Regions from separate parts of the Mus musculus genome. Here all the other regions are linked to region 1. Evidence: chromatin contacts called from public Hi-C and HiChIP or PLAC-seq data. All regions are on one chromosome and are shown on one strand. The core of a region is the stretch at or near the end of the contact, and the rest is flanking DNA. Distances in the headings are between cores, read along the strand shown.

Region 1 (5,144 bases), core at 1,954-4,453:
ATAGTTACATAGATAGATGCATGCATGCATATGTACATATGTAACATACCCCCAACACATACCTAGACCTTTAGAGGAAGGACAGTAGATTTGAAAGCTATCCAGATATTCTCCCAGACTGCCATGCTTATATCCTACCATGGGGTAGTTTGCTGTATACTTTCTACTGGGATACAAGAGAAAATGCCTGCCTGCAAACATCTATCTGTATCACAGGATGGAAGACACCATCCAGATCAGACTGTTACAGTCTCCACACACATTAGATGAAAGTGGTTAGGGTCTCCACACCCAGATACTGGGCTGCACAAAGCAGGAGACATAATCCAACGTGAAGAGCTTGGGTTCCGGTCCCAACTCTGCCACTCAGAGCTTGTGCAATTCTAAACACGTTATGGTCCCTCCCCAGGTCTCAGTTTCCCCACAAAGGGGCTGGGCATTGACAGAGGCTCCAACAGTGCTCAGCAAACATGTCCTGAGGGCAGGCAAAAGTGGAAATGAGAATATGGGAGCTGGAGAATGAGAAGTACGTTACCTGGTGGCAAAGGGAAGTCTCCCCACCAAATGCCCCGTGCCATGGGCAAAATAAATACGATACACGGCAAGGTTTCCCAAAGGGTGCCCAGGGAACCATCACGCAAAATCCGCTAGTCTTACAAGACCCTGGGTCCAATTCTCAACATGGAAAGGGGGAGCAGGAGGGGGTTCGCCAAAGCAAGCTTAGGAAAACATAGGATCCACCATCTCCAGGGGCACCAGGATGTGCTGACAGATGCTTTGGGAACACCGAGTTTTCAGAGCAAGCTTTCTGCCCTGATTTTGGTTACTCACCCCTATCCCCACCCCCCAGGGTTACTCATCAGGAAACGGAGCCCAGGAGCCTTAAAGGTAGTGAATATCAAGATTCCTGCCTGAGTCTGTCTGACCCCACGCCTGTGAGTTTCTTAACCCATGATCTTAACCCATAAGAGTGTCTCTCTCCTAGGCATGGCCCGAGCAGGGTGGAATAGACTATCTAATCTATATCAGCAGGAGAGAAGGAAAGGTAAACACGAGCCCCTCCCCCTCGCTCCTGACAGGGTTCTCTGTTCCTTCCTTCCTTCCAAGAAACCCTAGCCATCACCTAGGAGTTGTGCTAATGAGCGAGAACACTGGTGCCAAGTCTGTCTGTGACTCTCACACCACTCTCCTGTCAATATCCTGGCCTCAGCTACCAAGTCCGAGGCTGCCTCCCCTTCCCAGCTGTCACTAAAGCATTCCCTATAGGGACCACTCACGTTTCCCCACAGAAACAAGGTAGCCTAGCTAACTGTGAAGAACGAGGGGGAAACTGAGGCAGAGGATCATCCAGTTTGGACCCAGTCTGGGTTCCAGAGCAAGACCCTGGCTATTGAGGAATGAGAGATTGTCTCCCCCTCATTGCTTCAAGGTTCCCACAGGTAGCACTGACTCCCCTGTCCTTGAAGACAACTTAGAAACACTACCAACCACTCAACAAATAGTATCCAAAGTGGTCAACTAAGCCTGGTAAATCCGACCTGTCATCCCAGCACTTAGAAGGCTGAGGTGAGACTGCTGTGAGTTCAAGGCCTCCTTGGTCTTTTGCTTCTGTCTCAGGAAAAAAAAAAAAAGTGGCAGGAGAATGAAAGCCACCTCTTACTAAGGTGGACGTATCATGCCAGCCTAAACTGCAGGAAACTTCTGTCTCAAAAGGAAACAACCTAACAAGCTCTTCTCCTTTTAGGGGGTCCACCCCCATAAACATGACCATCCTAGCCCCTAAGGGCAAACAAAGATCTCAGCTTTGCTTAGCCTACCAGCAGTTCCCTAAGGATTTTGCCAGAACAGGATCCACACTCCCTCACAGAGACAGCTGCCTGGAAGGGGGCAGGTGTAGGCAGCTTCCTGCCAGCAATGCTCAACCCAGCAGGGATGGCAAGAGGGGCACCTCCAACTACTACTGTCAAATTCTCCCTGAACACAAAGAACTTGGAGACATTGTCCCCTGCCGCGGTTCTTCAGGAAGAAGTCAGAGCCAGAACCAACATCCTCAGAGCGAGGACTTGGAGAGGAGAGTCCTGGAGAGGAGGCATCGCACACCCACGCCCACTCCGACACTCGGGATTTCAGACAAGCACCTTCTTCAAGTAGCGATGCACACAGGGTCGCGTTTAGCACAAACAAATCCTCCTCCTGGAAGCAAGGTGAGTCACTGCGCACAGATATCTCTTCCTCGGGAACACCCAAAACTTAAGGATGCTGGCGCAGTAATACCTATCTTTGAACTCACTCACTGAATCGGACGGAGTGTGGGTGTGCCTGGAGCCCCCTGACACGTGTGTGCACCGCGGCGCGCGCCCCTGGGCTGCCTGCTAGAGTATAGTGCCTTGGAGTTTGGGAACTCCGGTCCATCACTCCCATCACTTCTCACCGTGGGGAGCAACGGCGTCTCAAACCCTGGGGACCTCTGCACAAGGTCCAGGCAATACACCTCCCTTATGGGCTCTCTTCTCCAGGCAGAAAAGTAGAAAAGGGCCTGGCTGAGGCTCGTTAGTCTCAACTTCAGCCGAGCGACCCTGCTCTGTCCAGCCCCTAGACTCCACCGCCCGCACGTGCCCCACTGGCCCCCTAGTGTTGCCCGGGACCACGCGGGACGCGGGTGTCCTCCGAACTCAGCAGCCTTACCGGTCCCAGGGTTCGGGAGGCGGGGTGGGAGAGCTCGGCCGGCTGCGGCAGGTCCACGCGGGGCGCCAAGTCTTCCAGCCGCGGCGACCGCTGCGGGGCCCCGAGCGCGTAGCTGAGGCCGGTCCCCACCCCCGGGACTGGAGTTTGCAGAGGAGCCCGGCAGGAATGCACGGAATGGGCGCTGGAATGAGACGCGCGCGGCTGGGGAGGGAGCGGAGGGAGTGGCGCTGCCACCCGCACCTTTGGGAGGAGACCGGGCCAGAGAGAGGCTGGGCTCCACGGCTGGGCGGAGCCCGGGAACCGCGGGCGGCCACGGGACAGGACACGGCGGAGACACCCGGGAACCCCGCGGACCCCTCGGCGCCTCTCGCCGCTCGCACCCACACCCCTTGACTCTGATCTACCGATTTCCCGCTCTCATCCAGCTCCCCACACCCCCGGGTTGCGTTGAGTCCTAACTGTCTCTCCACCACCTCCAGCCGAAAACCGTCCCCTCCGCCGGGGTGGGGCGCGCCTCGCTGCGCTCCTGGAGTACGCGGACAGGAGCAGGAAGGGCTGTTCCCTTCCCCGAGGCTGCTACGGAGGACACTCGCTCCGGGAGCAGGAAGCAGGAACTCCCGGCTCTGCTCCCAGATCCGCCACCGCTTTCCCTCGCCAGCCCTCCCCAACATCAGTCTTTCAGTTCTTTCCTTGTCCCTTGGGATCTGCAGAACTGTCACTTCTCAAAGAGCAGGAAAGGAGAGACCAGTCATGGGTCTACCGGATGCTGGGAGAAATAATAAAGATTAGGTCCCAGCAGTGGTTCATAGAGAGCTGGAACTTAGCTGGTTACCCAAGGTACAGGACAGAGTCGCCATGAAGTTAGAAGTCTGAGTTTTAAAGAAGGGTGCCAGATCAATTTAGGAGAAACACGTGAGCTCGGGCTGCGAGTCTTTAGAACCATTTGGCTTAAATCAGTTACTACCTAGCTCCCGCATTCACCTTGTCACTTTGAGAAACTTAAAATCAAAGAAAAGCCTTCACTATTCCCCAAAATCAAACAATCTCTGAAGCACTAGCATTAAGCTTTTATTGGTGTGGCTCTCCCAGCCAGAGCTGGTGAAACAAACTCGGGCCAGCAGTAAATCTCCAGAATTATCTTATCGTTTGCTCAACGCTAACAACGCAAGATGGAGATACACATACTACATGAGGGTAGGGTAGCACGGGGAGACGCTGAAAGAAAGTATTATAAATGTCAGGGTTGTGACCGAGAGAGGCGATCTAAAGAGTCCACGGAAATGCCAGCATCACCACGGGACTGAGTATCTATCCAGCCTCGCAAAGCGAGGACTTTGAAGGATGCAGCCCTCATTTGGATGTATAACTTCTGGTGAGCTTATTAAATGGTGAGTCATAACAAAGCCTGGTCACATCCCATTCACATGAAAAGAACATTGCAAGGCAGCAAGCGTATCTGTGAGCGTGAAGTACAGACTGTCCCACCACTTAATTGGACACTCCTTCATTGAACCTGGTACCAAGCTCAGTGCAGAAACAGACCCCTGCCTTCAAGAGGTTCACTGTCGAAGCCAGACAGTAGTTCATTATTGCAAATCCACATGAATTTGAGAACAAAACCAACAGAATTAATTCAAGGCACTGGGGTGACTTTCCCCAGTTTAATGTCTACTCCCTGTGTGTGCTAGGCAATGCTCTACCAGTGTGCTATGGCCCCAGCCTTGATTCCTTTTGGTTTCTGAGACTGAGTCTACTGAGTTAATCAGGCTGACCTTGAACTCTCTCAGCTGCTCTGGCCTCAGCCTTAGGAATAGCTGGAATTCCATTACAGGTCTCTGCTACCAGGTCTGCGGGGTGACCTTGATCCAGCTCTTGATGGAAACCTGAGTTCACCAACCGCTGTTTCAGGAAGGTTTGGTGTGAAAATAAGAGCTAGTAGGTGCTACACACCAGTGGGGGTCCACATGTGAAACGACAGCAGGACCTGAAAACCAGCATGAACCAAAGACTAAGAGAGGTGAGCCCCAGACTGTGAGGCTCATACAAGCTATACTGAAGATGTGGCCGTCATCAAGGCCACGCAGACTCAGGACTCACTTTCTTGATTCTATCATTAGACCCTCTGATGACAGTATTGCATGCATATGGAGACCCCTGTCCTGTCCTAAATACAAGAAGTGACCCTGTGACTGAATAGAGGCTCAGGATCCAGAAATGAAGATAAGGTCATGTGTGATCTGCAGATAGAAATTGTCTTTGAGGCTGAGACAGAAAGCATTTACAGCAGGATAGCTGGCCACGTCTCAACTGAAGGAAGAACTCTGGCCAGCTGTGGCCAGGGCCAGAGAAAGTTAAAGCAGGCAGAGCAAGCATTCGAGGCCAGCCTGGACTACGTTGCAAAACTCTGCCTCAAAAATAAATATAGGGGCTGGAGAGATGGCTCAGAGGTTGAGAACACT
Region 2 (5,144 bases), core at 848-3,347, 210 kb before region 1:
GAGACCCAAACTCCCCTCCTCACCAGCCCAGCACAGCCCAGCTCAGCTAAGGGAAGAAAGCTGCCCACTTCAAGAACATCTATGAGGCTGGGAAAAAAAGGGGGTAGGAAGCCAACCCCACTAAGGAAATGCATGCAAAACTCCCTCTGACAAGTAGTGGAATTATTTCCATTGGAAAAAAAATTAATGAAAAACCCTCCCTTACCAGACCCCAGGGGTATTTGGCTGTAAGCTGATGTAATAGGGAGAAAAGAAGCCAAGGGGAAGGAACCCCCCCCCCTACACACACACACACACACACACACACACACACCAGCACGCCTTCTGCCAGAAGCACAACAGGGAAGCTGCAGCTGGAGTTGGGGGGACACAAGCCAAGCAGGATGTTGGAGGCTTGGAAGGAGGCCTAACGCAGCCAAGCTGGCTGGCTGGCTGGCTGGGAGGGAGGGAAGCAGAAGCCTTTGAAATGGGAGCACATGGCGGTACTCCGCTGAGCCCCACATGCAGGTAGGCCCTGGGTGGACACAGACACCAGCACAAAGCCTGTGGAGGGCAGTGGAAGGTGTCTGTGACAAAGCCGGCTGCAGGCAGAGCCGAGAAGCAAAAAGAAGGGGCTGGGAGCCAGGACATCAGGAGGTCAGGACATAACCTGGGATTCGAAGGTGTATACTGGTAGGGAAAAGGACTGTACAAGGACCTCCTTACTGAGCCTGTCACACAGATGGAGGACCGCTGATAAAGTAGGCACGCCTACACAAGGACCTAGGACCCCCACCCCAGCCTGGAACCTCAAAAATACCCAGCAGAGGGCACTGACATGAAGTCATGCCACCATTGCCCCCATCGTGGACAGTGCTTCCACACGGGGAGGCCACCTAGAATGGGGTCCCAGAGAGAGCAACTACCATGGGTAGGGTCTGGGCAGCAACACTAGCTCGATAGGCCAGTTAGAAGTGCAAGGCACACCACCAAACACTCTCATCCCCTACCAGATGCCTACATAGCATCACTAACCAGCGGAAGGCTCTGGCAGCTGGGGCCACCTGGTATCTCCATAGAACAACTAGGGTCCCATCCCTGGCTATGTTTGGGGTACAGACTAATAGGGTACTTAGAGGTAGTAGGTGGGGGTGGTGACAGATCGTGTCCCCATTTCTGGCATCCTGGGAGAATTTCTCTTTCACCCACTAACCCCGCCACGTGCAAAGCTGATCATTACAGGAAGAATAAAAAATGTCCCAGCCTCCGGATCAATGGCCAGTTCAGCGTTTTATCTTGGAAACGTTGAAAATACCCTTGACCTCTCTGAGACTCCAGTTCACGCCATGGGTCTCAAGAGGACAGCCCAGTCCTTGACACAAAACTGTAGGAAAGACATATGAGCCCTGACGCCAGACAAAAACTGCAGACCCAGAAACAACACTCAGAGCACTGAAGACTGAACCTGAAATGGGGTGTGGCTTGGCATCCTGTGGGACTACCCTGCAGAGATCTAAGGCTACACGTGGCTATGACCAGCTGTGGGATGGGGGACTACACCCAGGGGTTGCTGGGAGTAGATGGGCCATGAAATCGGCAGACTCCGCCCACTTCTGGACTCAAGCTGAGCTTCCAGGGAGTTTGCTAGTGCTGTATGTCCCTGCTGCAGGAAAGCTCTGTCCTTGATCTTACAGCACTGCTCTTCCCAGGCTAGTCCTGCCCTAGGCATGACCCCTCCCTCCATGTCTGGCACCAACCACACAGGCTGCCAAGCTGAGGTGGAGGTGGGCAGTCTCAGTTTCCTCAGAGCCCAGTTCTCTGCTTCTGGGCCCCACACAGCCCTGCAACGCACAGCTAGAGTGTAGTCTACAGCAGGAACACCCTACAAAGGGTGTTTGGCCACAGGTAGGGTGCTGAAAGGCCACCTCCAAGCCTGTGACAGTGTCCTGAGACAGCCACTTCTCAAAAGTAGACTGATGCGGCTTCATCTCACTCAGCCTTGCCTCAGAACCATCTAAGAACCTGTGACAAATGTGATTTGAGACTGAGGCAGAGGGCCACATGGCCAGGAAAGCTAGACTGAGTAAAACAACCTGCTGGAAAAAACCAACAGGTTTCCTGCTGCCATCTAGTGGCCAGCACATGGAAGAGCAGGCACCACAACAAGGCCACCAAGAAGTCTCAGGGGCTATATCCCCCTCCCCAACAAGTCCAGACTGAGACTAGGTGACCACAAGTAGAACCCACACAGGAGTCGTGAGTGCCAGATAAAAAAAAAAGTGCAACACCCTCACAAAACAGAAGACCTGCCAGATGTCCATCCAAGGGCTTAGGAGAAAGGGCAGAAAGGCTGGAATGGCGATTGGCCTGAATCGGCAGGCAGCAAAGCATGATGTCAGTCCTGACCATGCCTACTGTCCTGGGTGGCCTTTCCTCCTCTCCTCCTCTGGTTCCTTTCAGCTGTTCTTCCTGTCACTTGCCACAGCCAGGGGCCCCCAGGCTGCGCACTTGTCTTCATGCAGCCCCTCCTTCCCCCATCTGTGCCAGCATCACTGTCTCTTCCATGTCACACACCACCTCCCTCATCCTTCCGCCCTGGGCACCAGTCACTGGCTCACCCATCCATCTTCTCTACTTCTTCGTGTTCACTAGCGGTCGCCCTCCTGTTAGGCAGCTGGCCTCATAGTTCGGCCTACACCTCAGAGACCCTACTTCCAACCTTGGAAGACTGAGGACTCAAAAGAGCTCTAGCTGCTACTGTCCCAAGGCCTCCTTCCTTCTTGTCTTATAGAAGGCCATCTAGCTTCCAGTTTGCTTGTGGGCCTTGAAACCTGAGCGACTGTCAACTCTAAAGCAGCTATCCTGAGAGAAACAGTGGGCCCTCCGGAACCCTGGGCTGTATTGCCCATCCAAGAGGCAAGACAGACATAGTGTGATCTGAGCGCATGCTTCGGTTCACCCCTGATGTCTGTCAAATGCCTGGTAAGTTCCTTCCTCCCGAAAACCTTAACATGCCCCCATTGGTACAACAAAGGATCATTACATGGGTCCTTCTGAGGCCAAAATATCTACAAGATTAACCTACACTAAGATGTCAGTAACTGGTAACTTGGTAACTGGGAAGACAGTGTCGGTCTATCACCCATCCACGCCGCAGAAGCAGCACGCTGGACATGTAAGTGAGGGTGAGGCTATTTTTAACACTGTGACTTGTTTAGCTCTGGGTTAGCCACAGCATGGGGGATGGAGACTCAAGGTCAATACTGGCTCGCACAAAAAGGAAAGCACTTGCCTGGAGCTTGACCTCCAACAAGGTCAGGGTGGCCAACCTCATGTGACACCTTTTGGGAGTAGCTCCAAGGATCACCTCTCACAATGGCAGAGTTAATGCCATTGGTAGCTGAGGAAACTACAACCCAGGACAGTTCTATACTGCAGAGCCAGTGAACTGACCAGGGTGGCTGGCCAGTGGCACTCTTCTATCATGATAGATACTCAGCAGGTAGCCTTCAGTTCTGCCTCCTCTCCTCTCCCCTCCTCTCCAGCAAGTTATTCTCACGAAGCTACCCCCCAACCACATACTCTCAAGTGGCCTTTTTGGCACTGAGATGAGAGATGAAGATCCCCAATCCATACCAAGTTTCCCGTGTGACCTCCCACAGAAGGGCGCTATGATTGGAGACTACACGGGGAATGGAGGCTCTCCAATCTGGCCCGGGTGCTAGCAAATCTTTCACAGCAGGGAATTTTTCCTGTAACAGCCACGTGGCTTTTTAAGTAAATTGAGTACCGGGTGTCACTGCCTCAACCCTACCCTGGTGGAAGGGGCCTGTTGAGGCAGCTAGGTCTGAAGAAGGGGGGTGGGGACAGGCCTCAGAGGAAGAGAGCATGGTGGGTAGAGTCTCTGTCATCGGCAGATGGTGAAGGGGCTTCGGAATAAACCCTCAGAGCCCCAAAATACCTCTTCCATCTGCGTACTCCTGCCAAGAATTCCTCCATGGGGAGGGGGTCAGCTTTGATTCTATGGTCAAAAATAGGCCTGAAACCATAAACCTGTGGACTGGGGCGGGGGGACCCACCATGTACACAGAGTGACAGGAAGGGGTGAGGGGATAGTGAGGTGGTTTAGGAAACTCAGAGGAAACAGCTGCTGGCTCTGGAAGCACATGTGGCTCTGCCTGGGCCTCTCAGGACAATCCTACAGGGGGACAGGGGCATTCAGGCTGGAGCTAGTAATTACCTAGTGGATCTATCACTGCCCTGTGCCAGCATCCAGGGTCCTCATGAGAACCTGTGTGGAAGGAGTAACCGCCAAACGGGACAAGGCTAAGAGCCTACAGCCAGTGGGATGAAGAAGACCCTGAAGAGTGGCTGAGGGGGCAGTAGAGGACCAGCCCCCAGTCAGAAGAACCCAACAAAGGGGCCAGAAGGGTCAAAGAAGCATTCCCAGTGGCCAAAAGTGGGATACCCAACTTGGGCTGCCGGCCCAGGCTCGCTGGAGACCCGCCCAGGGGCTGGGAGCTAGTCTGGAGAGGTGTGCGTGGACTGGGAAGCGACACGGAACTGGGTCAAGAGAAAAGGAGAATACTAAAACCACAGGAGACCGCTCCGAGTCATTAATCATCAGGGAAATAGAATCGGCCATAGTGAAAGGCTGCCTCACACCTAGGGCAGCCTTAATGGAAAAGAAAAAGAAGAAATCGACAGTAACAAGTGCTGGCAAGGATGTGGAGAAACTGGAACCCTCCCACATGGCTGGTGGGAGCCAGGGTGATACAGCCATTGTACAAACAGCCTGCCTACCTCTTGCTGTGCAGAGCTCAGAGTTTCCATATAATCCATCCCTTTCCCCATCTGGGTACACACCCCCACAGAATCAAAGTCAGGTGCCCACTCGCACACTGGTACAGGAATGTGCTCAGCAGCTCTCCCTATACAAGTCTTGGGAAAGGAGAACAAGCCAGATGTCCATCGGCAGATGAATCTATCAACGTAATGCTGCACATGCATATGAGGGAATATTACTCAGCCATAGAAGGACAAAGCACACCTACACTCTTCTATCTGGACAGACCTGGACGTCATCTACATGAAGTAAGCCAGACACAAGGGACCACAGGCAGTATTGTGCTACAGAACTACCAGTAGAAAGCAGGTAGGTGGTT
Region 3 (5,144 bases), core at 1,026-3,525, 160 kb before region 1:
CCATCAAAATTGCACATATGGCTAATGCTAAGATAACTAACCATGATACTCTCTGAAAAGCCCATTCCCACAATCTCCTCTGATGAGCACATACTCAGTGGCTTTCTCTCTAAGCACCTCTCTCCCTGCTCACCCCTGTGCTTTTAGTCTATATTAAAATACCTTCCATAAAATCTCCAATTCTGCTTCATACTGCTCAGTCCTGAAATTCTTCTCTATGCTGAAGCCACAACCCCTGGTTTGGCCTGAGCTGAGGTTCCTAAAGGATCAGGGAATCTCCTTGAGCTGATGAGGACTACAGCCTGGAACTGGCTGGCTGGCTCCTCACCAGTGACAAATTCACATCCATTTTGGTTTGGTTTGGTTTTTGGTGTGTTTGTTTGTTTGTTTGTTTGTTATTTGGTTGGTTGGTTGGTTGGTTGGTTGGGGTTTGTTTGTTTTGTAATGGTAAGGATGGAACCAAGGGCCTCACACATGCTAGAGATGTGTTCTACCACCCGGCCACACCCCAGCCCCCACAGGTGGTCTTGCTCCTAAAGTCTCTCTAGGTCTTTACCACTCCTGGCAGGTCCCAGCCACTCACCATGGTTTCCATCCATCAATCACTTCCTTGAGCCCAGACCTGCTTCTGTGACCCTCATGCCAAAACCACAAGTATCCCAGGACCTCCCAAGGCTCGCCAACCCATGCCTGCACATAGCAGGCACTCCATTTCTCATGGAGGGAGAGATGGATGGAATTCATCCCTGGCTGGACAACTGGAGCCAGCTACAGTGTACCTCATCCACCTGCCTGGTGTCTTCATTGGCCCTTCAGAGCTGTCTCTCATCTGTCCTCAGGCTGCTCCTCCCTTCTCCCATGAAACCAGGCCCCTTTGAAGTTGGTGTCTCCCCTCCAGCTGCCTGAAGTATACCTCCTCAATCAGGGTGACTACTGAAACTTAGATTTCCCACAACATTCTGCTCTCAGAAGGACTCACCAACCATGCTGTCCAGAATTGGCCTCAGCCTCCCAAATACCTGGAACTATGGCAGACAGCCCCCTATCTCACTTTATACTTTAAACTGTGATTTTTGTGAACCCCATCCTAACTTCTTGACTGAATCATATGTCCAAGGAAAACAAGAACCCGCTTTTGGTGTGTTTTTGTTCTTTTTGACAGGGTCTCATTCAGCCCAGCTGGCTTCAAATTCAGGAGGTAGCTAAGGATGGCCTTAACCTTCCGATCCTCCTGCCTCAGCCTCAGAGTGCTGGGATTATATGCATCATGCCTAGCAACTTCGATCATTTTTATTTATTTCTATATCATCAGAAGATAGCACAAAAATTTAATAAGGATGCAAGGCATGTTGGTAAATGCATGTAATCCCAGGACTCTGGAAGCAGGGGTAGAAAGATCACAAGTTCAAGGCCATCCTCGACTATATAGCAAGACCTTGTCTCAAAGAAAATAAAAAAGACAAGAAGAAGAAGAAGAAGAAGAAGAAGAAGAAGAAGAAGAACAACAAGAACAACAAGAACAAGAAGAAAGAACAAGGACAAGAAGAAGAAGAAAGAACAAGAACAAGAGGAGGAGGAGGAAGAAGAGGAAGAGGAAGAGGAAGGGGAAGGGGAAGAAGAAGAAGAAGAAGAAGAAGAAGAAGAAGAAGAAGAAGAAGAAGAAGAAGAAGAAGAAGAAGAAGAAGAAGAAGAAGAAGAAGAAAGAACAAGAACAGGAGGAGGAGGAAGAAGGAGAAGGAGGGGGGAGGAAGAAAGTGGTGGTGATGCTGATGATAGTAGGGAGGGGATGAAATTCACTAGGGAATTACCTAGCAAAAGACAGGTAAAGACACGAAATGTCACGGGAGTTCCAAAGCAAAGGTTCACTGAAGGTGACTCAGAAGGGCCCTGAAAAGAGCTCCAACTGAATAGAGTCTTGGAGGGCAGAAAGATAGACATCAGAAGGACACTCTGGAAGGTGGAACAGAATAAACTCTGGGGCTAAAAAGAAGTGACCAAAGCATGTTTGGAGGACCAGTCTGGCAGGACCTGTGGGTTCCTGGAAGGCCTAGAGTAGAAGAGAAAAGAAGGTGAGTGTACCTGGGTAACATCCACTCCTTAGTCAGCACAGATGATCACCGCAGCACTCCTGGGCCTCAGTGGGAGAAGAGAAGCCTTGTCCTCATGTTCCCAGCATGTGAGTCTAGCCACCCGGCTAGGTTATAAATAACAACCTCCACTCACTGCACACCTGCTGTGTATGAGGCCCTGAGCTACAAGCTTCTCCCCACAGTCAGGGCTCCTTCCCACAGCCCTGGAAACATTGTATTGTTGTCCGCCTTGTGTAAGCAGGAAGCTTAGGCCAGCAGGGGTGAAAGCTGTCGCCCAAGGCCTGACCTCAATCCCTCCTTCCTAAGACCAGGTGCACTGGGGTCACAGAGTCAGGGAGAACACCCTGTAAACCAGCCCACGACACCGCCACCATGTTGTGTACCAGCAAAGCAGGCTGCTTCTCCCAAATGCCTATGGAGAAGCTCAGAGTAAGCTTAAGGTAGATACATACATACATACATACATACATACATACATACATACACACATCAAGAGATGAAGACACTACACTCACACAGAGAGCAGAAAGGCCGAGGGAAGGTACCCTTATAAATTGTACTTAGAAGGCAGAGGCAGACAGAGCTCTGTGAGTTCAAGTCCAGCCTGGTTAACATATAAGTTCAGGCCAGCCAGTGATATATATATGTGTGTGTGTGTGTGTGTGTGTGTGTGTGTGTGTATACACACACACACACATACATAGTGAGAGACCCTATCTCATATTTATATATATGTATATGTTATATATGGATAATATGTATATAATATATAAGATATAATAAAAGATGAAGAATAATTGAAGAAAACACCCAGTATAGACCTCTAGACTCTACCTACACATGCAAACACATGCACATACTTATAATACACACATGACCTAAAATTTTAAAATATATATATAGAGAGGGGGAGGCAGAGAGAAGGGGGAAGAGGAGAGGGAGAAGGCTCAAAAAAAAAATACAAAAATGTCATAATGGAACCTGTTACTTTGTATGCTAACTTAAAATGAATAAAAAGATGTAACGTATAAATTGACTGGGTGCTGAGATCATGTTACACTGTTAGTTTAGGTGCTACTGGAGGCCCTGGAGACTTTCATCCTGGTCCTCCAAAATGGGGAGCAGGGATGGACAGAAACTTGCCCAAGGCTTCACACGTGGCGGAAGGGAGGGAGCAGATAGGCTCAGTAAAGATGGAGACAGACAGATGCTCTACGAAGCTTCCAGATCCAGCCCTACTTCTCTCTCAGTAAGCTTTGTAGCATTAAAGATAATTTATTCTAGTGCCATCTCCCTAACCAAGAAGGCGGGTAAAAGTAAGACCCCAAGGACAAGTATAGATCATTAACAGTAAATCCAGCGTATGTGTGGCAAATGCATTTGGCTTACCATAAATTACCACATGAACACTAGTTGTTAGTATTAATATTACATCTCTGCTCGCAGAGTTCAAGAGCCCTCCCAAGCAGACCAAATAGAAGAAAAGACAACAGCAGACCATTCTGAAGCACTCCCATTGTTCCTGGCCTTGTGCACAGTGGGTCTTCAACTAAAAGAACTGAGTAACACTTGGAGTTGTACATACCCCAATGTCCTTCCCTCTCTCACCCCACCCACCAACTCTAGACTCAGCCACATCAAGCACCAGGACCAGGCTGATATAGGAAGTGTTGTGATTGTCTGACTCCTGCCTGCTGCATTCCTCAGCTAAATATAAATGATTTGCCAAGTCCATTGTTTGAGATGCTCCACAATCCCTCTCCTATTGCTCGCACCTGGAAAACAAACACACACACACACACACACACACACCCTTCCCGGAGGCTGTTCTGAATAGAGAAGGAGCAGACAGGTCTGTAGGAATCAAAGCAAGAGTTCTTTGTGCTTTCCACTAGTCCAGGAATGCTGCCTGGAGGAGGAAATGCCTGAGTCACCCCAGGGGAGGGGGCAGATGCAGGTCAAAAAGGCAACTTTAGTTCTCTGAGCCAAGAAAGGTAAACTGCTGCATTCTTGCCCACGGTGTGAAGAGGCAAGATCATTCCAGCTTTGCGGAGAGCTTACTACACCAACTGCCAACTTCTCCAGTCATCTGGAGAAAGATGCTAAAGAGATCAGTATCCTTCATAATAGACAGAAGCGAAGGAAAACTCTGGTCCATGATGCACGGCTACAATTGCCGCTGTCACAAGCTGTTGCTTGTTTAGACTTTTTTTTTTCAACCACATGAAAGTTTTTTTAAAGGCCCAAACTTGAGCGCACAGATGGGCTACATCGCAGATCGAGGGGTGTGCCAAAGCCCTGTCACTCTAAGAGCCTCTCGGCCAGCAGTAGCCTGAGGAATAGCTGGGGGGTTCAATGGGTCTGTAGACAGGCCCAGACCGTGTCTGCGGCCCTGGGTGAACCGTCTCCAGCCGGTCTACGAGATCCCTGACGGCTCCGGGGGGGATCTCCCTTCCTGTGGCATCTAGGGTCTCCCATCCCTGGGCTGGGGAATAAGGCGGCTGAGGTCCACAGCCCTGCAGCCCCACATTCCTGAGACCTCGCTGACCCTCACCAAGAGCCTGGGGGGCGCGGTGACAAGCCCCTCACGTCCCGGCCCCTTCCCGCCCCTCCTCTGTCACCCCTCCCTCGACCCACCCTCCTACCTCCCCCACCCCGGGGAGTTCCGCCTCCCCGGGCGCCCCCAGACTCCCACCCTGCTAGGAATCCGATCGAGGCCGGGCCCCGCCTGCGCCGCGCTGAACCCCAGCAACTTCGCGCGCCCCGGAGCCCCGAGTCGCCAGCCCGCCCGGGCCGCACTCACCGCGCTTGGACTCGGTGTGGCGCCCCGGCTCCGCTCCCTCCCGCACCGCGGCGGCCAGCGGAAACGGGGGGCGGGGCCGGCAGGCGGAGGGGGTGGGGCCTCACCGGGCGGCGGGGCGGGGGTCTGGCTGCACGGGGGCGGGACCAGTAAGGGGCGGGGTGGGAGGGGCGGACAGAATGGGGACCAGGCGTCCGAGCTGTGGGAGGACCCGGCTGCCAGAGGCAAAGCAAAGACGATTGAAAGAGGCGAAG

Evidence for each region. Hi-C and Micro-C count contacts between places; a contact is called where the count stands out from the background. HiChIP or PLAC-seq counts read pairs in DNA pulled down with a chosen protein or histone mark.
Region 2: a Hi-C map of cerebellum shows a contact between it and region 1, with 2.6 times the contacts expected there. The contact joins the enhancer-like site here to the promoter of Tead4 in region 1. A contact is called at or near these places in 7 of 484 Hi-C or Micro-C datasets (the HL-1 cell line, cerebellum, embryonic stem cells and 3 more) and 5 of 115 datasets of contacts at active chromatin or transcription factors (embryonic stem cells, extraembryonic endoderm stem cells, pancreatic cancer cells and 2 more).
Region 3: an H3K27ac HiChIP or PLAC-seq map of trophoblast stem cells shows a contact between it and region 1, with 18 read pairs. The contact joins the enhancer-like site here to the promoter of Tead4 in region 1. A contact is called at or near these places in 10 of 39 promoter capture datasets (the 3T3-L1 cell line, cranial neural crest, embryonic stem cells and 3 more), 6 of 484 Hi-C or Micro-C datasets (the HL-1 cell line, embryonic stem cells, nephron progenitors and 1 more), 8 of 115 datasets of contacts at active chromatin or transcription factors (embryonic stem cells, extraembryonic endoderm stem cells, pancreatic cancer cells and 2 more) and 2 of 9 other capture datasets (adipose tissue and liver).

What each region holds. Positions count from the first base shown.
Region 1 is chr6:128,297,610-128,302,753 of GRCm38.p6, forward strand. It overlaps Tead4 (TEA domain family member 4), which reads right to left and starts at 3,204. Exons shown (of 12, transcript NM_011567.2): 1 at 2,686-3,204.
Region 2 is chr6:128,089,579-128,094,722 of GRCm38.p6, forward strand. It overlaps a transcript of Tspan9 not described here. Among named protein-coding and RNA genes, the nearest start is that of Gm52879, 9.4 kb to the right of the region's middle. Within about 2 kb of position 2,098, at least 59 of the 459 cell types and tissues checked have an H3K27ac peak or open chromatin away from gene starts, as enhancers often do. A contact at or near this core is called in cerebellum, embryonic stem cells, palatal mesenchyme and 1 more, where this site is marked.
Region 3 is chr6:128,138,621-128,143,764 of GRCm38.p6, forward strand. It overlaps a transcript of Tspan9 not described here. Among named protein-coding and RNA genes, the nearest start is that of Gm52879, 40 kb to the left of the region's middle. Within about 2 kb of position 2,276, at least 11 of the 459 cell types and tissues checked have an H3K27ac peak or open chromatin away from gene starts, as enhancers often do. A contact at or near this core is called in trophoblast stem cells, where this site is marked.